Regions from separate parts of the Mus musculus genome. Here all the other regions are linked to region 1. A link is a contact called in public ChIA-PET and promoter capture Hi-C data. All regions are on one chromosome and are shown on one strand. Each heading gives the region's core, a stretch centred on a gene start, on an enhancer-like site or on the middle of the called end of the contact. The rest is flanking DNA. Distances are from core to core; before and after follow the strand shown. Region 1 holds the start of Fam102b (family with sequence similarity 102, member B). Region 2 holds the start of Atxn7l2 (ataxin 7-like 2). Region 3 holds the start of Psrc1 (proline/serine-rich coiled-coil 1). Region 4 holds the start of Sars (seryl-aminoacyl-tRNA synthetase).

What was found. Promoter capture Hi-C pulls out the DNA fragments that hold promoters and counts their contacts. ChIA-PET counts read pairs in DNA pulled down with a chosen protein or histone mark.
Region 2: a contact with region 1 is called in an RNA polymerase II ChIA-PET map of memory CD8 T cells, with 6 read pairs. The contact joins the promoter of Atxn7l2 here to the promoter of Fam102b in region 1. A contact is called at or near these places in 1 of 39 promoter capture datasets (pre-B cells) and 1 of 115 datasets of contacts at active chromatin or transcription factors (memory CD8 T cells).
Region 3: a promoter capture Hi-C map of pre-B cells shows a contact between it and region 1, with 5 times the contacts expected there. The contact joins the promoter of Psrc1 here to the promoter of Fam102b in region 1. A contact is called at or near these places in 2 of 39 promoter capture datasets (the C10 cell line and pre-B cells), 1 of 15 datasets of contacts at CTCF or cohesin (embryonic stem cells), 1 of 484 Hi-C or Micro-C datasets (CD4 T cells) and 2 of 115 datasets of contacts at active chromatin or transcription factors (memory CD8 T cells and pancreatic cancer cells).
Region 4: a contact with region 1 is called in a promoter capture Hi-C map of pre-B cells, with 4 times the contacts expected there. The contact joins the promoter of Sars here to the promoter of Fam102b in region 1. A contact is called at or near these places in 2 of 39 promoter capture datasets (the C10 cell line and pre-B cells) and 1 of 115 datasets of contacts at active chromatin or transcription factors (pancreatic cancer cells).

What each region holds. Positions count from the first base shown.
Region 1 is chr3:109,023,944-109,029,781 of GRCm38.p6, forward strand. Fam102b (family with sequence similarity 102, member B) reads right to left here and starts at 3,664. Exons shown (of 11, transcript NM_001163567.1): 1 at 3,242-3,664. The coding sequence starts at 3,378.
Region 2 is chr3:108,207,014-108,212,851 of GRCm38.p6, forward strand. Atxn7l2 (ataxin 7-like 2) reads right to left here and starts at 3,514. Exons shown (of 11, transcript NM_001289545.1): 1 at 3,332-3,514; 2 at 1,427-1,492; 3 at 950-1,054; 4 at 381-591; 5 at 1-96. The coding sequence starts at 3,458. Sypl2 (synaptophysin-like 2) reads right to left here. Exons shown (of 6, transcript NM_008596.1): 6 at 5,253-5,838.
Region 3 is chr3:108,380,485-108,386,322 of GRCm38.p6, forward strand. Psrc1 (proline/serine-rich coiled-coil 1) reads left to right here and starts at 3,354. Exons shown (of 8, transcript NM_019976.3): 1 at 3,354-3,442; 2 at 3,752-3,801; 3 at 3,890-3,947; 4 at 4,486-4,924; 5 at 5,809-5,838. The coding sequence starts at 3,783. It overlaps Gm12522 (predicted gene 12522), which reads right to left and starts at 3,257. Exons shown (of 3, transcript NR_040560.1): 1 at 2,803-3,257; 2 at 1,987-2,312; 3 at 1-450.
Region 4 is chr3:108,442,555-108,448,392 of GRCm38.p6, forward strand. It overlaps Sars (seryl-aminoacyl-tRNA synthetase), which reads right to left and starts at 2,705. Exons shown (of 11, transcript NM_001204979.1): 1 at 2,443-2,705. The coding sequence starts at 2,578.

The DNA of each region.
Region 1 (5,838 bases), core at 2,414-4,913:
TTCCTTATGTACTGGCTGCTTTTGTGTGTCAACTTGACACAGCTGGAGTTATCACAGAGAAAGGAGCTTCAGTTGGGGAGATGCCTCTACGAAATCCAGCTGTAAGGCATTTTCTCAATTAGTGATCAAGGGGGAAAGGCCCCTGGTGGGTGGGACCATCTCTGGGCTGGTAGTCTTGGGTTCTATAAGAGAGCAGGCAAAGGAAGCCAGTAAAGAACATCCCTCCATGGCCTCTGCATCAGCTTCTGCTCTCTGACCTGCTTGAGTTCCAGTCCTGACTTCCTTGGTGATGAACAACAGTATGGAAGTGTAAGCTGGATAAACCCTTTCCTCCCCAATTTGCTTCTTGGTCATGATGTTTGTGCAGGAATAGAAACCCTGACTAAGACACCTTAGAACTCAATGGACTCCGCATACAGCTGTACTCATTGCTGAAGACACTACGGTTCCGGAATTCGCAGCAGCATCCGCTCACAGCGACACCAACATTGGATTGGGGGAGATGTGCTGTCTGACAGGGACACTTATCAGGTTTAACTAGGACTGGCTGCTTAGGCAGCTGTCTTCTCCTCAGCAGGATGCAAAGTCCAGGCTCTCAGAAGGCATTTAGCATGAACCACATAGGTGTACAAACAGTCTAAGCACTGTAAGGCATGCTTGTCATCCAGGCAAGAAGATCAGGACACTCATCAAGGTCACTCTTGACATCAGGCCTTCCTAGGATGACAGTCACGAGCCCGCTTTAACCCTTTTACGCAGAAGTCTTTTCATATCGCTATGGGAGAAATGTTAGTCTCAACCACTTACAACTCAAAACGGTCCCCTAGAATAATTTTCTATATTAAAATTTAGCAGCCAGAGATGATCTATTCTTTAGATTGGTACCTGCTACTCAGGCTACACAATTTTGATTATTTCAGGTTTTCTATTTCTCCCTGTAAAGGAAGGTATGTTCTTTTTATTGAAGTGTGTGTATGCACACACACGTGTGTTTTAAGGCTGCCTCATGTACTCTAGGCTAGCATCCTTCTGCTTCTACATTAAGTTCTGAGACTGAGATCTGCACCACTGTACCTGGCACACTTTGGTAGGATAAAGGAATTGGTAGAAAAATCTAAGCAAACGTCTTCATCACCAAATGCCAAAATACATTCAATGTTTCAGGCACACTGTCTGAGGAAACCCTCAAGATGGCCTTAAATCACTGGCTGAGTTTTCCAAATTTTAGCTGTGAATGCCTAAGTAAACCCACGCAGGGTCATCACGGTGGGACTGAGGTTTGCTAAGCCCTGGTTAGGGCACTATTAACCTCAATTCTCTTCATAAATCCAGATTTTAGTTGGAGGAAAGGTTTGTTTAACACAAGCAACCTGACTTTTATTTTTTCCTGTGTGGAGAAATCAATTATAGCCCTCATACCTTAACTTATTAGGCAGCTGCCGACTCAGAAACTCCTCAACAGCACACACCTTTTTTCTCTGTCTGACATCACGCTGTCTGAAGTTAGACTTGGGCCAGAAACTTGGCATCACGCGATCAGACAGGAGGGGGTCTTGGGAAGGTATGCTTCCTAAGACTCAATTCACTTACTAGCATAGTAAAACTCTCCACCTCATAGCCCTACCTAGAGTAATCAATATGTTTAAACGGCCCAGTGGACATGTGTACTGGGAGTGAGGTGTGTGTGGGGGGGAAATGGTCAGACTTGTGACTGACTGACTTGTGAGGCAAATCAACACTCCATGCAGAAAAGGAGGTAGAAAAGAAAGAAGGTAGGTAGGCCCATGTTCTGACCACCAGGTGGCACCATTGAGGCAGAGGCTTACGTCTATCTGTTCCAACTTGGGGGAGGGGGAAAAGAACCCTCCAGGAAAACTTTGTCTAGGCCTCAGAGTAAGGCTGTCACTTGACCCCCGCATGGTGTTCAGGATTTCCATTGCAAGAGCTAGGAAGTTTTACACACATACACACGCGCGCGCGCGCGCGCGCGCGCGCGTGTGTGTGTGTGTATGTATGTATGCATGTAGTTTTTTCCTCTCCACAGTTCATTGTTCTCTGACAGCAGTGTTAAAATGGTTGTATAATCAATTAGCTGAATGTCTACAGGTTTGTCATCACAGTTAAATATTGAAAATTATCCTCAGTGGATTTTTAAAAATAAATTTGAGGATCAATAGTGCCGCGTACATCTGTTCATTTAGGCAATTTGGCGTTTCCTGGCTTCCACGGGATTCATTATTGCCAGAGAGGGCAGTTTTCTGGCTTCCGTCCCACAACCCATTGACATTTTTTCCTTTACATTATTAATGGAACAGCAGATAAAAAGAATATTTTTTAGGGTAAAAATGAAGTTTACGTAGACAAAACATATATTGACGACTAGCCCCTTCTCCTTGACTTTAAGAACTTAAAAGTTCATTCCAAAACTTCTTTCATGTATCTTGTTTTTCTGTAGAGAAAAATATCTAAGAGCAAATCTATCAATGTGTAACCTGCCCTTAAATTACTCAAGGAATCCTGCCATACATGGCTGCGTTCTGTCACCTGCTGTCAGATTCTTTCCCAGTGTCTAGGTGCTCATTTTAAAAGGACATGGAGGATAAGGTCTGGGCTCTCTTGATTCTAAGTCTTTCACTGAGACCCACTAGTGGCCACTTGAAGATGGGTAATTGAGAATATAAGCACATTAACTGGAGACATAGCTCTAAGGCAAGCCAAAGACTACATAGTCTCGTCTGCCAGGAACGCTTGACTCAAGACAAGCCCGACCAGGCGTATCCCAAGCTCTATCGTGGCCACCCTAAGTCCCAGTAAAGTCTCAGTAATTACGTCAACCACAGGCGGTTCCGAGTGGGAGCTCTTGGACTGTAACAGTTTGGGTCATTTTCGCTTCTCTAAGGTTTACGGTCTACTTTGGATTTTGCAAATATGGGAAATGTCTTTGGACAAACCAGAAGCATCCTTTCTGTGTCTCCACCGTTCCTGAAGAACTGGGGGGAAAGCAGACTCAGGGGCCACCTGAAGATAGGCGCGCGGGACAACCAGCCCAGCCCACTGCGAAGCACTTGGTGCCGTTTGTTCGATGCTCTGGCTGATTTCAGACTCGTCTCTGGAGGACGATGAGCTCACCGAGCTGGCAGCTCGACAGAGCAAAGGGGCCAAGCATAGAAAGGGATGCTGGCCGTGCAAGAAGCCCCTGCCTGCGGGCAGCCGCGGGAGAGCAGCTCCCGAGGCTCCTTACCTGGAGGACTCGGCGGTGAAGCTGCCGCCGTCCAGCAGCCGCATCTTGCAGAAGAGGACCCCGTTGACGAAGGGCACCGAGGAGAGCTCCTCGAGCTCGAAGTCCACCTTAAACTTAAACTTCTTCTTCTTCATCATCGTGAGGGCCAGGCGCCGGCGAGCGGGCTGCGCGGACGGGCGCCGCCGCCTCAGCTCGGCCGAGCCTCGGATCCGCCCAGCCCCATGGCCCGGGCCGCGAGCGGCGCGTGGGGGCGCAGCCGGGGGGCGCCGCGAGTCGGCGGGAGCCGGGGCCGCCTGTCGCGGCAGCCCGGGCCTGAGAGCACCGGCGGCTGCAGCGCGGACCCCGGCCGCCCGCGAGGAGCGGTCGCCTTGCAGCTCGCCCGGGGAGTGGGCGCCCTTTCCGTACCGCCGCCGCCGCCCGTCTGATCGCGAGCAGAGAGAGAGGCGCCGCTAGGAGAACGGTCGCTGCCGCCTCCCTGCCCGGGGCGCCCCCAGCGGCCGCAGCCGGAAGCGCACCCAGCGCGGAAGCGGGCGGTCCGCGGAGGGCGGAGGAGCTCCGGGCGGGCGCGCGCCCCGCCGGGGAAGCTGGGCAAGCTAACACGCGACAGCAGCGAGCTCGGCACGCCTCCCCGGGGTTAAAAAAAGACAAACCCAGCCGAAAAAGCTTCCTTGTGCAGCTTCCTCTGCGCCTTTCCTTTCTGGGTTTGCACCGCCCCCCTTTCTTCCCCTCCCCCTCCAGTGATTTCACGGCCTCTGGGTTTGAAGATAAATAGAGACAAATAGAATCCCAAACCTAAAAATCTTCTGTAGGGTCTCTAAACCCCACTAGCTCTTAAACATTAGATGAAAGTCAGCTAGGAGAAAGGAAAAGATTAAAATTTGCTGTGGCCACACCAAGTGCCCAAGCAAGGGGCTGTGCCTTGTGTTTCCCGTCATTGATGGCTTGTTTATTTAATTTCTGTCACCCAGGAAAGAAAAAGGACCAGAGGAGTTAAAATACTTTCCCCTTTAAAATCTGTACATACTGTGAACACATGAAGTCAGATTCTAAAGGCATACTTAAAAAATTCTTTTTAGATGAATATCAATTGTCCCCCCCCCCCCCACACAGTATCTACTGTTAAAACGTATGTTATCAATTTAATTGCGTACTGTTTTTGAGGGGTGGTGGTGTTTTTAGGTACTGTTGTTTGGTTTGGTTTGTAGTCAAGGTCTCTAGCTCAGGCTGGCTTCAAACTCCCCATGTAATCAAGGATGATGTTGAACTTGTGATCCCCATGTCAGGGTGATAGGGATGTGCCGCCATGTCATGTTTATGCAGTTCTAGGAATCGAACCCAGGACTTTCATGCATGCTAGCAAGCTACCTCACAACTGAGCTACATCCCCAGCCTGGCATCTGGCCTTTTTAATTTTTGAAAAGGTGTAGTTCAAAAGAATCCTCTTTGTAGATCATTCCTTTACGTTTTTTAAAAATTCAATTGATGTGTCTGGGTCTCTTGCCTGTGTTACAGGCCTGTGAACTACATGTGTGTCTGGTAATTGCAAAGACCATAAAGTGTGTCTGATACTCTTAAACGGGACAGTCGTGAGCTGCCCTGTGGATTTGAGAAGTGAACCAAGTCCCTTTGGAGCTGCTGGGCCATCTCTCCAGCCCATTTATTTATTTATTCATATAAAATATTTTAATTGCCTAAACCACCAGTTACTGGCTAGATAGATTCCATGACCAAAACCCAAAACCTGCTTGTAATAATTTTAAAGTCCTGGCCTGGCCAAGATGGATCAGTGTTAAAGGAACTTGCAGGACATGAGTTTCATCCCTGGAATTCACATGGCAGAAAGAAGCAACTAGCTAATCCCGCAGATTGGCCTCTGACCTCCATCCATAGGTTCACTGTAAGGCATGCACACCTACAAATACACTTGCATTATATAAATAAATAAATAAATAAATGTATTTTTTTAGACCTTTTAAAGACAAAACTGGACTGCAGAGAAATGTCGGTGGGTAAAGAGCCTCAGTGCAAGCCGGACCTCAGGAGCGTCCACAGTGTGACTTCAATCCTGAGAAGCCATGGAAAAGTGGAAAGAGAACCAGCTTCACAAAGTTGTCCTCTGAGGCCCGAACACCACCATGGCATGCATGCTTTCACACACACACACACACCCACACACACACACACACACACACACACACACACATACACACACCTCTCACACCCCGCACAAGAATAACACTACATAACAATTTAAAAAAGGCAAAACCTAAGACAGAAAAAAGTCCTAAATTTAAACGAAGTACAACTTGGAATAAGAAGTGATGAACTGAATGAATAAAGTGATGGCTTTATGGATTTTACCTAGGATTTGGGAGAAAGTAGGAGGTGTTCCAGGTGAAGAAGTAGGAGAAATAAAGATTCAGACTACTACTTGGGCGAGGGGAATTTTGCTGCCTTGTGGGTCAGAAAGAGATGGGGGAAGTGTTAGTGGACTTTGATGTCTGTAGCTTGCAGAAGCAGAGGGCCTGAACATTGCGATCAGGAGGGCAGGCTGGGGATAGGGGAAATAATGAGAATCTGTGCTGTTTACAGGGAGC
Region 2 (5,838 bases), core at 2,264-4,763, 820 kb before region 1:
CTGAGGAGAGCAGAGGGTGGGGCCACCCTGACTCCATGTGCATCAGGTTTCGGGAGACTGGATATCTTCTCCAGATTCACCACAGGCACGAAAAGGCTACACGTGGAGAGAGGGTATGGGCTGGGAGGTGGGGAGGCTGGGACTGGGGTCTGGACTCTAGCCCAGAGCCATCTCCTCCCTAGCTCTGGAGCTTGGGTGAACTCCAAGAGAGGCGTGGAAAAAAAGGGGGAGCCCATGTTCCCTGGAATATATGGGAAGGAGCTGCAGATGGGGTTAGCTATTTCTTGGCTGTGAGCAGTATCCTGCAAGCAGGGCTAAGTGTCAACCCTTTCTTGGGTCAGGGTCAGGGCTACTTTTAGGGGTTTCCAGCTTCTTCTTACCAGAGGCTGTCCTTCTGGGTCTTCTCAGGAGGCTGATGGCCACGGCTCCGGGACCCCTGGCCCTTCTCCCTGGAGGAGGTTTTGGTGGAACCTGGGGCTCTACAAGCTGGGCCCTGCCCATTCACTACATGGCATTTTTGAGAGCTGGCAGGGGCTGGAGGTGGGGGTGGGGCCCGGGCATAAAGCTTGCTGAGGGGCCCATGTCTTCTTTCTGTCACCAGGAGGTGGAGAGAGTAACTGAGGTGAGCGGTATTGAGTGCCTCCTTCCCCCTCTCCTAACCAGCCCGCCAATCCCTAGCGCTTGGGTTGTGAGTGTCTCTCCTTCCCATTTAAGATTGAGCCTTTCAAGAGTCAAAATTCTAGACCACGCTTCTTGAGCCTCTTAACTTCACTTGATGCTAGAAGCTTGTTCCAACAATAATCCCGACACCTCCAACACTCAAGCTGTCCCCAGCACCATCTTCCTTTAGCCCATATGACCTCCAGACTGACAATGTCCTAAGAGGTCCATGTTCCACCATCCCACCCACCCGCCCGCCCCCTTATCGCCTCCCTAGGGTGCCCCTCACCGCAATGCTTCTGGAAGGCTTGGGGCTTCACCACCTGGCTGCAGTGGTTACATACAACCAAATAGAAGTCATCATGGGCAGGGCAGTGCCCGAAGATGGACATGTCTGCAACGACAGAACCCTTTATCACTCGGGTCAAATTCTCCGGATTTCCCTAGCTCAAGGAACACTCTCAACGCCACCACTTAGAAGACGCTCAGCCTTCCAACTGATAGTTCTGCTGGACGCTCCCAGCCTCCCCAGTCCATCTGACCAGACCCAAAGTGTATGGGCTTTCCTGTATGTGGGCACCAACCACACGTGATTAGGATCACCACCAGCAGGTCCCAGGGGCCAGGACAACTGACTGACTCAGACTTATCAAAAGGAGGTTTCTTCCCCCAGCAGTCCCGCTGCTGCTTCAAGCTCCTTCCTCCAGTGGGAGAGGGAAAGCTTGGTCCACGTTCCCGACACCCAGCCTCTGTGCAGGACTCCCACCTTCTTTAATGAGGGTCATGGCGTCAAGTTTCTTCGTGTTTTTGCTGTTCTCCTCTAGTTCAGCCCCTGGAGGAGAAGCACAGTTGAGGATGCCCACCCGAGTCCCAGAACCCAGCAGGGCCTGCAGCCCAATGGTATGAAGCCCACATTCCCAGACAAGCACTCAGAATTCCTGAAGACACTTTCCACGGGTCACTCACAAATGCCTATGATGACCCCATTAAGGATCACAGTGACCCTTCACTCCCGGGTACAGTACAGAGTTAGTTCCACGGCTGACTAGATGGGCCACTATGGGTAAATGTCTCTTTTCTGGGCCTTGCTTCCCCCATTTAAAAGGGAAATGGTTCTAAAATTTTTCTACAGGTCCCTTTTGAGACTGCTCGCATGGGTCCTTTCTTCTACTCTGTGGCATCCCAGACAAATGCCCTCCCAGATCCCCACCCCCATAAACTCATTTTGCTCCACCCAAGTTACCATAGTATCATCAAAGTTACACTCAGCTTCTCAGGTCCTGCACTGATAGGATGGCCATAGAGTAGAAAAACTGTTGTCTTTGGACCCTTTGGCATCTTCAAAGTCTCCTTGATCAGCTACGCAAGCCCCTCCCCTTCTTAGGGGGGCTTTGTCCAGGGGTTGCCCTTGTACCTCAGTTTCTGGGTTAATGACAAAAACATCTTAGCTGTGCAAAGCAGCTCTTTCCCCATCCCCCTACCTCACTCCTCGCCCCCCTCCTCTAAGCCCCCTCCCTGTCCCTTGGGGTGGGGGTGGGGGGATCAATTCTGAGTCACCAAATCTGAGTCCATTTCCAGTTCTCAGTGCACCTAGACCCAGCGAGGGCCCCATCTTAGCCCACTCAGCATGGGGGCAGTCCAAGGGTGGCCTGTATGCCCATCTAGGATGACTCTCTAATGCTCACTAACAGAGTGGCCCCTTTCTAGGATGAGAAGATTATTGGCAATCATAATACCCAGATGTAAGTGGTAGTGGGTTAGGCATGCAAAAGATAAGGGGCAGCTCCCACTCTTTTAAGTCCCTTAAATTCAAGTGTGGGGAATGACAGAACAGAGCTGTAAGTCAGAGGTCTCAAAAGAGAACAAGTGGCATTAGAGACCGCTCCATGAGATCTCCTCCTCCACCTCTTCTCACTTGCAAACTTCTTCAGGGGTGTGATGCTTGTTGTCACCCCGAAAGGCCACGAGGCCAGGTGCTCCCTGGGGCCCAGGAGACAAAGATCAGAAGGGGCTGCAGGCCTGCTCACCAAAGACACTCAAGGGCCTACAGAAAATAGGGGTCAAGGAAGAGAGCCAAGGGGCAGGACAAGAGGCCCAGGAAAGGATGGAGGCTTGGAGTCATGTATGGATGGACTGATAGAGGGAGGTCGGGAGGATGGATGGATGGATGGATGGAGGATGGATGAACTAAAGCAGAGGGGGCGGGGGTTCGGGAAAACTGAGCAGACAGGGAGACGTTGAAAGAAGCTAAGGTGCGGGGCAAAAGGCGAAGAATCAAGTGGGTGGGGAGGGGGGCACAGAAGTGGGGTGCGTGGGAAACACGTGGAGAGGACTGTTGCAGATGGGTAGAGCCGGAGCAGGTGCAGAACCGAAAAAAGCTGGAGGACGGCTCACGAGAAGAAAGATAAAGGCAAGTAAAGTGGGGGGCAGGTACTGTACACCCGCAGAGACAGAGGTGGGCAGGGTGGGCTGCGAGCGATACGCCGGCGCTAGGACCCGGAGGCGCGAAGGTGTCTGAGCAGGCGGGCACTAGGACCCGGCGGGTCCTTTGTTTGGGGGGCCGGGGAGCCGGACGGCGGCTCTAGTCGGCGGCTCCCCTCAGCTGGAGGGGGCCCTGGGGGGGAGGGGAGATAGTGATGGGGTCCCCGGATTCTAATGTGTCTGTACTCACCGTCTGCCGCAGGCAGGTCGGCCCGCTCCACCCACGAGCTCCAGCTCTGTCCCGCGAAGTCATCGAGACTCGGCACTCGCCGCTCCAGAGCGGCCATTGCTGCCACCGCGCGTTCACGCACCGCCATCACCGCCGCGGACGCGCGCCCGCCCTGGCGCCGCCGCCGCGCGGCCCCCTCCCCCCACCCTCCGACCGGGGGCACGCCTCCCTCTCCCCCTACCTTGCCAGTTCACTCTCTGCGCAAGCGCAGCTCGTGCCTCCTGCCACTACCTCACTCTCAACACAGCTTTCTGGGAAGTGTAGTTGCGGAGGGGTGGCGATGCTTACGGAGCTAGCCGAGGGATCCCTTCCGAAATGCACAATCGCACGCGGGGAAGGAGAGATCAAAGCCTCGGGATATCCTCTTTCAACCCCTCCGTACACGTCCTTTGTGCCACTAGTTCACTCTCCCAAACTTACTGCGCATACCCGAGCCCCAAACCTCTTTCTGCCCAAGATACTCTTCTAAAGCCGTGCATCCGCCAGCTGGCTGGCGCCCCTTCCTGGGCTGGCGGCCACGAAGCGCCTCTGCACCCCTGTAGATCGAATAGGGTAGGTGCAAGGAGGTGGGCGCAGTGAATCAGAAGGGCAAGGGGAGGGAGTGTGCAGGACGTGCTGAAGGACACAGGGCTTGGGGTGGGGGAGGGCCACAGCTCCTGTGCTGTTCCTCTATGGGAAACGCACGCTGCCTTGATGCAGAACGGAGGTTTGGAGTACTGTGTCTTAGGTTTGGGAGGACCTGGCTGAGCTTGCTAAGATCACCTGTCAGTATGACAGAAGGCTATCGCCGATCCAGAACCAGCCCCAGAACTAGGGTAGCCCCAAGGCTGCTGGTGTTTGCAGTGTCTCTGCTGATCGTCTCTCTCCTCCTGGGAACTACAATCGATAACCTGCACCGCCTCTTCCCAAATCCTGGCTGGACCCTGACTCCATTCATCATTTTGGCTTCTTTTTCTAGTGAATCTTTTCACCGCTGGAAAAGCTGCTATTGAAGCCTTGGCATAGGGAGGTTTCTCATATCTATCTTTTCTTTTCTTTCTTTCTTTCTTTCTTTCTTTCTTTCTTTCTTTCTTTCTTTCTTTTTTTCTGCTAAGGTCCAGAAAGTACCTTAATCACCCACCTTCTCAGCTGATAATATTTCTTCCCACCCTCACAGAAGAGACAAAAATCTACCTTCATCTCCGTCCCCATTCTCATTGGAAATTAAATATTAATCCTCTTTTTCTTTGACTACCTCACCCATCACGCCATATTGCATCCCTTTGCCTAAAATGAAGCCAAGTTTGGGAGCAATTAAGTCAAGGTCTGTGACTTTCTGCCTCCCATATAAGAGCAGTTTAACTACATAAAGAATAACATCTGAGGGCAGAAGTTCTAAACCTAAGACCCACCCAGAGGTGGTCCCTAAGAGGCCCAGAAACCTGATGAGACTAAATGTAAAACTGTGCCCAAGTACATTTTTCTAGAGAATGTAAATGTGACATGTGACTGTCTGAGGAGATGGATAGGTGTGAGTTTGTGCAGCGTGAACACTACAGTGAGAAGAGGGAAGCATATGGCCCTCGATTTGTCCTTTGGGTCACAGATGGTAGGAGAGCAAACGGAGGCAGCATTGTGGAAGCCACTGTCTTTTGCCTTTTGAGTTTGGTCCAAGTTTGCTAATGAGTCTTGGTTTCTTTGGAGTAATTGGGTGCCGCCAAAAGAGTCGATGTCACTAGACTGGGGCTTGCCAGAAGCAATTGCCTAGCCAGCAGACTCTGTTGCCTGGGGTTCAGAGTTGCAAGGAGAGGAGTGTCTTGGTAGAAATGCTGAAATTTGTCCAAGAACATAGAGCGAGGGAAAAGGAGAAGGGGAAAAAAATCCCCAGAAGTCCTCTGGTCTTGGCTTCTTCTTGGCAAATGTTCGCAGCACTGTTTATTCAAATGTGTAGTAACAAGCACCACAGAACAACATGCAACATTCTCCCCACATCCTCGATCTGCAATCCCAGAAATAGGAGGCCCATGGTCAGGATGTTGAAGGGGACTCATGTCTAAGAAAGGTCCTGGATAGGCGTCTCCACATGGTAAAGTCTACCAGGGCAAAGGGCAAGTTCCCTGCTTGTTGGCCTCCTGCAATAGCTAGAGAAACCAGACACCTCTCCCGCTTCAGGCCTGACTAGGCAAAGTGGTGGTGCCAGCCCTGGTTGGAGAGGACACGAGTCTCATGAGGACAGAGCTGCCCTTGGCACTTACTGCTGCCCAGCCCCCTGGAGGTAATGAGGTGAACTGGTCTTTCCTCTTCCGGCGGCCATGGAAAGACCATAGCCTAAATCAAGACTCTCTTGGCCATAGCCAGACTCTTGCCAGGAAGAGCCTTTTCAACCCTAGAGCGAGCCCTGGAGTACGAATGCTCGGTGGGAGTGGATAACTCCTACTCTAAAGTAGTTGATGGGCCAGTTGCTAACTTGGGCCCCAAATGAGAACACT
Region 3 (5,838 bases), core at 2,104-4,603, 640 kb before region 1:
GTTTACCGCAGGCCACTTTTGACAGGGTTGCCTTTAGTTCTACGAGGCATGAGGTGTTGGGAAAAGATGAAGATGATTTGTCATATTCCCAAAGGGAATGATACCCTTTGTAAATTGGTATCACAGGATGCAGGCCTAACAAGAGGCAGCAAGCAGCACAGATCATCCTACAAATAAAGGCAGAACCCCAAGCCCCGAGCCTCACCTCGGGATGTTGTTCCCTCTTGCTTCTGTTTGTCTGCATCTTATAACAAGTCACATACAGAAGATGCTCTCGGACTCGGTAAAGATGCTGATGGTCTCTCCCACTCCTATATGCCCATTGTACCCGTCTCAACAAGAGCCACAAACCAGGACTGGAGAGATGGAGAGTCTTCGTTCAGTTCCTAGTGCCCACATGATGGCGCATGACTATCCAGCTCCAGGTGGTCAGATGCCCTCTTCTGGCCTCTGCAGGGACAGGCACATACATGCAGGCAGGCAGTTACACATACACATAATATAAATTAACTATATATGTATGTACACGCACACACACACACACATATATATATATATATATATATGTATATATATATATATATATATACATATATATATATATATATATATAATTTTTTTTAAAGAGTCTCAACTCAAGGTGGGAGGTGGTGACACATGCCTTTAATCCCAGCACTTGGGAGTCAGAGGCAGGTGGATCTCTGTGAGTTTGAGTTTGAGGCCAGCCTGGTCTACACAGAGAGTTCCAGGACAGCCAGGGCTGTTACAAAGAAAAACCCAGTCTTGCAGTCTTGAAGTATCAAGGGGGGGAGGTGGCTCTCAACTCACAATTCTCCTACCTTGATTTCCCAAGTGCTGGGATGACAGGCATACAGGCATGCACTCCCATGGCTGTCCTAAGCCATCACTGTCTGAAGCGGTATATTACATAAAAGAGAATAGAGGCTGCTGCCTTATATAACAGAGAACTGTATCTGAGTTGTAGAGCACTGGATCGCAGCTTTAGTTCCCTCAGCATTAAAGCCTGGCCACAGTTAGCATCTTCCCGGGAGGCTCTAGGGAAGTTTGTCAACCTAAGACTGCATTGCACATGGATAACTGTGAGAATCAGCGCTGGAGATTGTCAACAGGAGGACAAAGGTTCTCATGAGCACATGGGACCCTGCTGGTGCCTGAGGTTGCCTTCTGTCCCCGTGGTGTCCTGGGTTAGTGAATCTTAGTCAAGAGTGAGAGTGAGTGAGGGAAAGCAAGAGCAGGAGGGGGTGTTTGGGGGTAGGGGTGGGGGTGGGGGCAGGGCAGAGAGCCTTCTATGCATCGGGAACTGAACAGAAGTGATTTCTCTCGTTTTAATCTTCATGTTACAAATGAGAAAGTTAAGCTCACAGCCCCCCCCCCCCCAAGCCAGAATCCGGTAAGCGGCGAGCTTCCCCATTTTCTCTCATCTATGACCAGACACTCTGGGTTGGAAAAAATGAGCTTAAAAGAGAAAATATTTCAGGATTTGGGGGGGGGGGGCGAATATCAGGCCACTTTTTTTTTCCTTTGAGAAGAAAAGGGATGTTGATTGGCTCAGGAAAATCCAAAGGCTTTTTTTCTTCAAACCAAAGAGATCTACTTTCACTTTGACGCTGAAACTACTCTGCCTCTTTCTCACTGAAGTTCTGGGAGAGTACAGCTTCCACGTGATGATAGCTACCATATGTCGTAAATTAGCTCCTTACCCAACTAAAGCCTTACTACTTCCAAGCCAGCCTTGGGAAAACTGAGAAGACAATTAGCCAATCTATTGTCCTTAGGGAACACCGGTTTGAAATTGTTAGATAAAGCCAGGTTTGGTGGCTGCTGCTAAAATGTCTTCCCTGGGAGAGACATAAACCACCTTGTCTACACCTTCTCTTACCTCCCCAAAGTCAAACAACAGGAGGAATCCCCCACCCAGAGTTTATGCAGAGGAACCAATGAACTCGATAAGATAAGCTTACTTACAGAGCAGTGGGTTAGGGGTGTAGGCACGGATGACCTTGAAGCAGCTCTGGTGACTTCCCTAAGGAGACTTCCCCTTGCCTCTTCCCACTTCTATCCTCTAGCCCCTTCCCCCAAACCATCTGCAGTTAGGACAGAATTGCATACAGCTGGTTGAGAGGGACGGCTGCATACTCAGGTGAAGGTCCCGTGACCTTCTGTCCCACCTCCTCCTTCTATGACGGAAGGTAAACCGTCCACAGGCCCAGCTGTGATGGTCTTTCCGAAGCAGGCGCAACAGAACTCCTGAAGATGCTTGCAGATGTTTGCAGATGTCTCAGAGGATGGTCCTAGAGTAGAGTGGCACAGGCCTTTAGTCCCAGCACTTGGGAGGTAGGGGCAGGAGGGTCGGGACTTCAAGGTCATCCTTGGCTATATGGTGAATTCAAAGGCCAGCATGAGCTACACTAGTCTCTGTCTCAGAAAATAGCAAAAAACAAAGGGAAAAGAAACAGATGGTGTGTGTGTGTGTGTGTGTGTGTGTATCAGTGAATGGAGAGGAGTGGTCTGGTCATAGCCAGTCAACAACATTCACAACAGCAAAGGCTTCTTTCCAACCTGAAGCAAGCCTAGGGTAGAAGGTGGTAGTGACTGTGCTCTAAGGATGCGCCAGACCATGCTATTTGCTGAACTTTTACAGGCCCACCATTAAAGTGCACACATCTCCAGCATCCTGGCGAAGAAATAAATTCTTCACACGAACAAGATCTTTAGCAATAGGTAATCCTTTTGCACTTAGGGAGCACAGCTCTGACATCTTTTATTATTATTACTACTTACTGTTTGCCTGGAAGAATGACTTCTTTGTTATTTATTTAAACTCTTAAATAGCTGCTCATACTCATCGTTTGGGGGTTGGGGTTGAAGCAGGAAGAAAAAAATGCCAGATATCTCAGAGAAGTGGCCTTATGCTAAATGAAGAAATCTTGTGGCTCCAGTGCTGGAGAGATGGTCTATTTGGTGGTCTCTGCAAGTACGCGAGAAACCCAGCAAGGAAACCCAGTCTCAGATGCTGGAATCCAGGAGGTGGGGGAAGAGGCGGGGCTCCAAGCCTACATTGGTTCGACAGTTCTCCCCTTGTCTGACTCGCGGTTAGAAGGAGGCGCTCCGGTACACGCCACCGCGCACTCACGGCTCCTCCCGCCGTTCCGCTGTAGCCCCCTACCCTTTTTGGGAAGTGCCCTTTGGTCCAAGGGACAATCTTCTCCGGCTGACATCCCGACTGCTCCCGACTCAGCCCTGCCCCCTTGGACTCACCAATCGCTGTGCGTTTGTGGCGGGACTGGGTGGAGCCTAAGAAATTCGAACGAAGCTCCGCCCCTCGGGAGCCCTTTCCCGGGAACTGGGAGATTGTAGAAGAAAAGCTTCCTGCGTAGACTGTGAAGCGAGGTGGGGAGTGGAAACCGAGTGTGCGCTGGAGGTGTGGCGGGGATGTGGTGCCGCGGAGTGGAAAATGGGTGGGGTAGGGGGGGAGCGAAATTTCGGATAATAGTAAGGATGGAGGTGAAGACTGACCGACTGAGGAGAGGCCAGGGCGCAAGTTGGCGGATTGCACATCAGGTGTCGAGCTTTCTGCACCTTTCCCTAATATAACGGACTAGTTTCAGGGACACGTGCTGATCCTGCTTTACCACCACCATGCCTCTTCACCCCAGCTAATGCACTCCGAGTCTTGATGGGGCCCTAAGGCAGGATGATAGACACCTGAGGTAGGCATGTTTTCTTTCAGGTCTAAGCCGACTCGCTTATGCTGGCTGAGCATGGAGGATCTGAAAGAGGGTAAGGAAGCCATGGAGGGAGGAACGGGCCCCTGAGAGTCTGTCTGTCAAGAACTGATAGCTGGCATTTATTCTTCTCATCCCTTCAGATATCAAGTTCATTGTGGACGAGACCTTGGACTTCGGAGGGCTGTCTCCATCTGACAGGTACCAGCCTATTTATCCATTTATTATTTTCCTCCGGCAATACATCTGTAACCCTTTACTGCTAACTTATGGGCCTCTAGAACCGTGGTTGGTAATCTAGCAGAGTATGGTACCCTCTGATGGCAGTAGTCTGGTAGAATTGGGCCTCTAGAACACATGCTGGTGAGAACAGAGAAGCTGTAGGGAAATTTAGGGGTAAATGTAAATGAAAGATGAATGTCCCTGGGCATGTTGAGGCATGCCCTGCAAACCACCCCCACACTCCTAGGATAGACTAGAGTGCAGAGAGGGGGAGGGAGAGAGGGAAAGAGAGACAGAGAGAGAGAGAGAGAAGGCAGGAGGGATTTTGAATTTGAGATCATTCTGTGCTATAGAGTTGAGACATTGTCTCAGAAAATGGGAGTAGAACTAAGTTTTCCTCACCTAAAAGCAGTTCTCATGGCCAAAATGGAGTCAGGGTTGGGGATTGTCCCCGACTCGCCGACAGGAATGCCTTCTGCTAGCTGTTGTCCAGCATGGTGCCATATTTGTTTTTCAGTCATGAGGAAGAAGACATAACAGTATTAGTGAGTCCAGAGAAACCACTTCGACGGGGCCTCGCCCATCGGAGTAACCCAAATGAAGTAGCTCCCGCCCTCCAGGGTGTGCGGTTTAGCTTGGGCCCGCTCAGCCCAGAGAAGCTGGAAGAGATTCTTGATGAAGCCAACCGCCTGGCGGCTCAGCTGGAGGAGTGTGCCCTGAAAGATCGGGAGAGGGCTGGTACAGGCCCTGGAAGGCCCAGCCCCAGAGGGAAACCCAGTCCTCGGCGGGAGACCTTCGTCCTGAAGGATAGCCCTGTCCGAGATCTGCTGCCCACCGTGAGTTCTTGGAGCACCCCACCTCCAAGCAGCCTAGCTGGGCTCCGGAGCAGTGATAAAAAGGGGTCAGCCAGGGCTGTCCGGGTGGCATCCGGAAAGAAGCCCTCCAGCATAAAGAAGGTGAGTGTGGAGAGTGGACATGCGTGCGTACACCTAGACAAGGTGCAGGAGACACTGAAGGCGTAGTGTCATTCCCATACAGGGCAGAGGAACACAGTTAATTATCCCCTGGAATTTTTAGGATTAAGCAAATTGGGTTGGAGACCTGGCCAGGTGGCTAGAGTTTGCCCAGCCTAAACAAAGCCCTGGGTTGGATTCTTCAGCATCACAGGAATGGATGTGGCAAATGTAAATTCAAGGTCAGTCCCAGGGGGCTATATGCTGAGCTTGAGACCAACCTGGGCTACTTGACTCCCTCATTTAAAACAAAACATAATAATAATAATAACAATAATAATAATAATAATAAGTTGGTGAGATGGCTCCGTGAGTAACAGCACTTTCCATCAGGGATGATGAAGCTGAGTTCAAGCCTTGTGACCTACATGTGAGGACTGTTGTCTACGTGATGAGCACACTCCCACATGCTGTCCTCTGACTTACACATGCATGTTGCCACATATGTGTATGTCACATACAGTAAAGAAATAAATATAAAGTGACTTTAAAAAAAGGAAAGTAGCCGGGTGGCAGTGGTGGCGCACGCCATTAATCCCAGCACTCTAGAGGCAGAGGCAGCCGAATCTCTGAGTTTGAGGCCAGCCTGATCTACAGAGTGAGTTCCAGGACAGCCAGGGCTACACAGAGAGACCCTGCTTTGAAAGAGGGGGGAGGAGGAAGGAAGGAAAGAAGGAAGGAAGGTAGGTAGGTAGGTAGATCTTGCTGGCTGATATCTTCCTTATAGGTTCTAGACAACGCCCTACCTACTATCTCCTCTCCTTAAGGCAGCAGAACACAGACTGCCTCCACTCTGGTCTTTTTTTTCCTTCCTTGTTCTGTTTCAGGAATCACCCACTTGCAATCTGTTCCCTGCA
Region 4 (5,838 bases), core at 1,455-3,954, 580 kb before region 1:
ACTGCCAGTTTAAAGACAGAATAAGCAACATAGCAAGAACCTAGCTCCAAAGAAAGAAAGGAAGGAAGTTAGTTAGTTATGCATAACTCGGTGGTAGCATACTTATCTAGCATGTACTAAAACCTAGGTTCAAACACTGCAAACACAAACACACACACACACACACACACACACACACATACCTTTAAGCCTGCTGTGGTGGTACACACTTGAAATTCCAGAATAATGGACATGAGAAGCAGAATTAGTTTAAGGCCAGCCTCACTCCAAAGGGACTACATGAGACCCTGTTTGAAAAAAGTAAAATCTCTTCCCTTTATATGCATTTTTAAAAAGATTTATTTATTTTATGCATCTGAGTACATTGTCTCTGTCTACCAGAAGAGGGCATTAAATCCCATTACTGATGGTTGTGAGGCACCATGTAGTTGCTGCGATTTGAACTCAGGACCTCTGGAAGAGCAAGTCAGTGCTCTTACCCACTGAGCCATCTCTCCAGGCGCTATGCATTTCTTTTAAAAAGATTTTTATCCATCTACCCCGTCTCCAGTTCTGCTCAGGGCCCAACTTCTCTCCCAACTTCTGGTCCTCTTTTTAAATAACTGTCAATAGTTCCTGGTATGATTAGTGCTCACCACCTTTAAAGCCAGGCGTGGAGGCAGATCTGGACCCCCAGCTGAGAGGAGAGGACTACTTGGGCCCACTGAGTTCTACACTAGCCTGGACAAAATTGCCAGGCCTCATCTTGAAAACAAACGCTCACTTTTTAAAGTTGTCCTTTAATGCCTGTCTATACTATTGATCCCTAAAGAACCTACCAATATCTCTTCAGGTAAGGGTCAAAATTTCCTATATGTGCACATTCTATGCAAGAGACCACTAACATATTTAAAATCACATTAGTCAGAATAGATAGGTACAGAAATCTTGCTATTTCTGATTATGATTCAAGGCAAGGTGCTCGGAACCAAGGTGTTTTGTTTTTGAGGCAGGGTCTGCTGGCCTTGAAATGCATATCCTCCTGCCTCCGACTACCTTGTGTTAGGATAATATGTGAATGCCACCAAGTCCATCTCAGAGTATCTCCTTCCAAGAGAGGCTCTCACTATGTAGCACTGACTGGCCTGAAACTCACTATGTAGACCAGGCTAGTCTCAATCTCGGACATCTATCTCTTTCTGACCCCTAGAGTCCTGGGATTAAAGGCAGGTACCCCCCAAATATTCTTTATCTTAAACAAAAAAGGGGAGTTCAGTTTAGACCAATTCAAAACTTTTGGTCCAAGTGTAAACTCTGACAAATTACCCTATTAGAGTACCTGAGACATACAGAACAGGTACACAACTGTCAGCTAAGCAAATATGTTTTGATACCAAAGAAGCTTTTTAACAGTAAAATCATGTCCACAAAACACCCCTATGGGTATGGTGGCACACACCCTTGATCACTCTCGAAGCAGAGGCAAGTGGATCTCTGAGTTCAAGGCCAGCCTGGTCTACAGAGCAAGTTCCAGGATAGCCAGGGCTACAGAGAGAAAGAAATCCTGTTTATTTTGGAGGGTGGGAGTAGGAGGGAGACACTCTTGGATCGTGGGATTGCCTTAGCAGTGCTCTTATAAACCAGGTTCTCAGCTGGTTGCAGACCTATTGCATCAGACTACCCGAGTCACATGCCACTGACAACATCCGGTCTGCCAGGTGATCACTTGGGAGGCAGAGGATTCTAGAGCTTCTTTTAATTTCCTGAATGACGATGGGTCACTTCTACGCTGCCAACGTCTTTTCCAGAAAACTACCACAAATCACAACCATCCTCAGTAATTACAAGCTTTTTCTTGCCTTACAGCACCCCTCCGTCCTATCTGATCTAGCACGGAAAAGCCTGATTCTTAAAGGTATGCCTTCAGGGTTGGAGAAGTGGCCACCCCAAATTTCAGGGTCACTGCATTTAGTCAAGAGTAGCCTCCAAAGTCCCCAGATGGTTCGACTGGGGTGGAGTAATCCTAGGGTGCTGCAGAAGTCACTCAGTCTGAGAGAGCAGCCTTTGATCCCTGCAAAACCCGGAGGACTACGCTGGGTTTGCTAAAGACGAATAAAACACTGAGAATGACCAAAATGTATAGAAAATTAATTCCCAGCCCGCCCCCCAAGTAAAACTCCAGCTCTGGCTTGCTGTAGCTACGCAAGGGCCTGACAGCTCTCCCTGCGCGTGCGTGCGTGCAGCTCCTTCCTAAAGCACTGGCGGCAGTCAGCATAGAGCACGCGCGGGGAGGGACCCAGGCCGCGGGAGCTGCAGGGAGAGGGGGACAAGCCCGGTTCCCAGCTTGTTCTACGGACAAGCCGGTAGAGCCGGCCAGTCGCGGGAGCATCTGACAAAAGCTGTAAGCTGTGACCTCTGAAGCCATGAGGGATTCAAGGGATACTGCGAGCTCCTGGTACTTACATCGTCGCCACTCACTGTCTGCTTTCACCAGCTGGTCCACCAGCCCCGGGTCCTTGAAGCGCTTCTCCTGCGTCTCTCGAATGAGGGCTGGGTCCCCTCCTTTATCCACCCGAAACAAATCCAGGTCCAGCACCATCCTTCTACCTCACCAGTTAACACTAAGAGAGGACTGTAAGCGGCGGGTGGACGATGCACTGCGCCTGCGCGCTGACCTGGTCTCACTGCGCAGGCACCCGGCAGCCCGGGAGGGGGCGGCGCCTAGCTCGCCGGAAGCCGCAGTGTTAGGCAGGGTCCAGAGGGAGTGGTGAGAAGTGAAAAGGGCGTGGTAGCCTTATGCGGGTTGTTTCTCTGCTGAACTCCTTACTGAAAGGCCTTCTGATCGCCCCCCACTGAAATCGTGAATGCCTCAGGTTCCTCTGGTTGAAGGGAGTATCTCGGTGTGGACCGAAGCTGACTTGGAAGACAATGCACTTTGCAGATGCCAGTTTTCCTCTATCTTGATTACAGAGCACACACCCAGTTACCTACCCTCAAGATTCTCGAGCCCTGGGGCTTTTTGTTTTGATACAGGGTCTCACAGTGTAGCTCTGACTAGCAACTATGTAAACCTGGCCAGCCTCAAACAAAATGTTGGGATTAAAGATGTGTGCCATTTCATCCTTTATTTTTCTTTTTATACTAGCCCTACCCCCTTCCTCCCGCAACAAACCTTTGCCAAGCCCCCCTGAGATAAAAGGACAAGGTTAGAGACCCTGATGGACTTAATAAACAGAGACACTGGAGGGAGGCTAGGAGGCAGGATAATCTGAGCTTGTCCCCTCCCGGTCTCCTGCAGCTTTGGCTACAGTTTTGTGTTGAAAACCAGGGGAAGAAGGGTTGGGTGTCAGAAGACAGTCCATGAGATGAGCACACCTCTCTTCTCACATATCCCTCACCCAAATCCAATAGACCTTTGCAAGAAGTTGTAGCTTATATTTACGATTGAAACTATTCTATGTTTATGTAATTTGAGCATTGCCAGGCTATTCTATCAACACGTTCAAGTTATTCTTTTTGTCTGTTTGTTTGTTTTGTTTGTTGAGATAGAATCTATAGGCCTGGCTGTCCTGGAGCTCACTATGTAGACCAGGCTGGCTTCAGACAGAGATGCCTGCCTCTTCCTGGGGAGTCTCTGGTATCAAAGGGGTGTGCCACCAAGCCCAACCTACACACACCTGTTACTCTTAAAGTGAGAAGACCTCATTTGAAATTACCTCTCTTGGCCAGATGTGGTAGTGCATGTCCATGTGCATCCCTTGTGAGTGGGAGCAGCGGGTGCATGAGTTCAGGGCCAGCATGTCTCCAAAAAACCCAAACCTAGTCAGGCTTAGTAGTAGGTGCCTTTTATATCACATCGGAGGTAGAGAGCTCTGTAAAGTCAAGGCCAGCCTGTTCTAAATACCGAACTCCAAGCCAGCCAGAGCTGTGTAGTGAGAATCTGTCTCAAAAACCAAACACACATACAACCAAACCAAAAACCTACTGCTCTCACACAGTAGAAAACATTAACTAACACGGAACCCACAAACCTGCTCTCCCCTTCCTGTGTCTTCTCCTAAAAAGAACACTTTCCTGAGTATCTAGCAATCGGACGGCTGGAAAATGGAAAGCAGCCAAGAGAAGTTATAATAATAAATGTTAAGGATAGAGAGCTGCAGTCTTTGCAGAAAATACTTGAAGACTGTCATCAAAGTGTTGGGGGTCACTGAACCCCTGAGAGGGTAAGATCCGTGTAATCTAAGGTATGAAAACAATGGCAGGTGCTTTGAGAGGTGGGGCCTAAGGAGTGCATCAGTCCTTTATAGTGTAATTCCAGAAATCACTTTGAAATTCTGGCCTCTCAAAAACAAACAAAACAAACTCCAGGGTTTTTTTTTTCTATTAGTTTTATTATTGTTTATAAATACCTCTCTTTGGGCTGGAGAGATGGCTCAGCAGATAAGACCGATGGCTTCTCTTTTAGAGGACCAAGGTTCAATTCCCAGCACCCAGGTGGCAGCTCACAACTCTGTGTTACTCCAGTTCCGGTGGATCTGGCACCCTCAAACAGACGTGCATGCAGACAAACCCCACCAGTGCATATGAAATAAAAATAAATTATTTACTGGGCAGTGATGGCTTACTAATTTAATCCCAGTACTGGGGAGGCAGAGATAGGCAGATCTCTATGAGTTTGAGGCCAACCTGGTCTACAGAGCAAGTTCGAAGTCAGCCAAGGTTACACAGAGAAACCCTGTCTTGAAAAACCAAAAGTTAAGGATCTGGAGAGGTGGCTCAGAGGTTAAGTCTTGCGCGCCAGACTCGACCAGCAAGAACAACGCTGCAACAGGATCCTTCTGCACACGTTTATTGGGAGAGCTTGATTGCAGAGGCTAAGAGACCCGGAGCCCAGAACTGGTGCTGCTTATATAGGCCTAGGAGAGGCGTGTCTCACACCCGAATTGGTTATGCACTAAGCCTCATTTGCATGTTCCTCATCTGATTGGCTACTCTCTCTCTCTGTACCTCACAGAGCCTCATTATTATTCCTCATTTGCATGTCTCACATCTGATTGGTTATACTCTCAAAGCCTCATTATCATGCCCGGGCCAGGCAGTGTCTTTGCAAAAAACTTTACTGCATATGTACACATTGGTTGTTTGTCCAAACTTATGCGTGGTGGCCAGCAGTAGTCAGTGCCACTCTGCAACGGCACATGTGGCTTCCCACAGTTAAGAGCACTGACTGCTCTTCCAAAAGGTCCTGAGTTCAATTCCCAGCAACCACATGGTGGCTCACAGCCATCTGTAATAGGATCTGATACCTTCTTCTGGTGTGTCTGAGGACAGTGTACTCACATACATTAAATCAATCAATCAATCAATCTTTAAAAAAAAAGAAAACCAAAGTTAATTAACAAATCAATTAATTAAAAATAAGTCTTTCTAAGTAATTCTAGATAGTCTTTTAAGAAAAATATAAATAAATAAGTAAATAAATAAATAGCTACCTGTCTTTAAAAATGCTTGTGCTAAGGCTAGCTGGTGAGATGACGCACCAGGGAAAGGTGCTTGACTGGAACCTTAAAGTCTCGCATTCAATCCCTGGGCTCCAGAAATTGGAAGGAAAGAACTGACTCCCATGTTGCACATACACCCCCAACAAGTATAACATAAATAAAAACGTAATACAATTAAAATCTGGTGCTACCTGGAAGCATAACAAGTAACAGAACAGCCCAGTCTGTTTGTCAGCTAAAGATCAGGATTTTAGTGCTGAAGGAAACCAGCCACCTCTTTTCCTTCTCTTGCTTTTCTCGTCCTCCTTCCCTTCCTTTATTCCTCCCTTCTCTCTCCCTCCCTCATTCCTTCCATCCC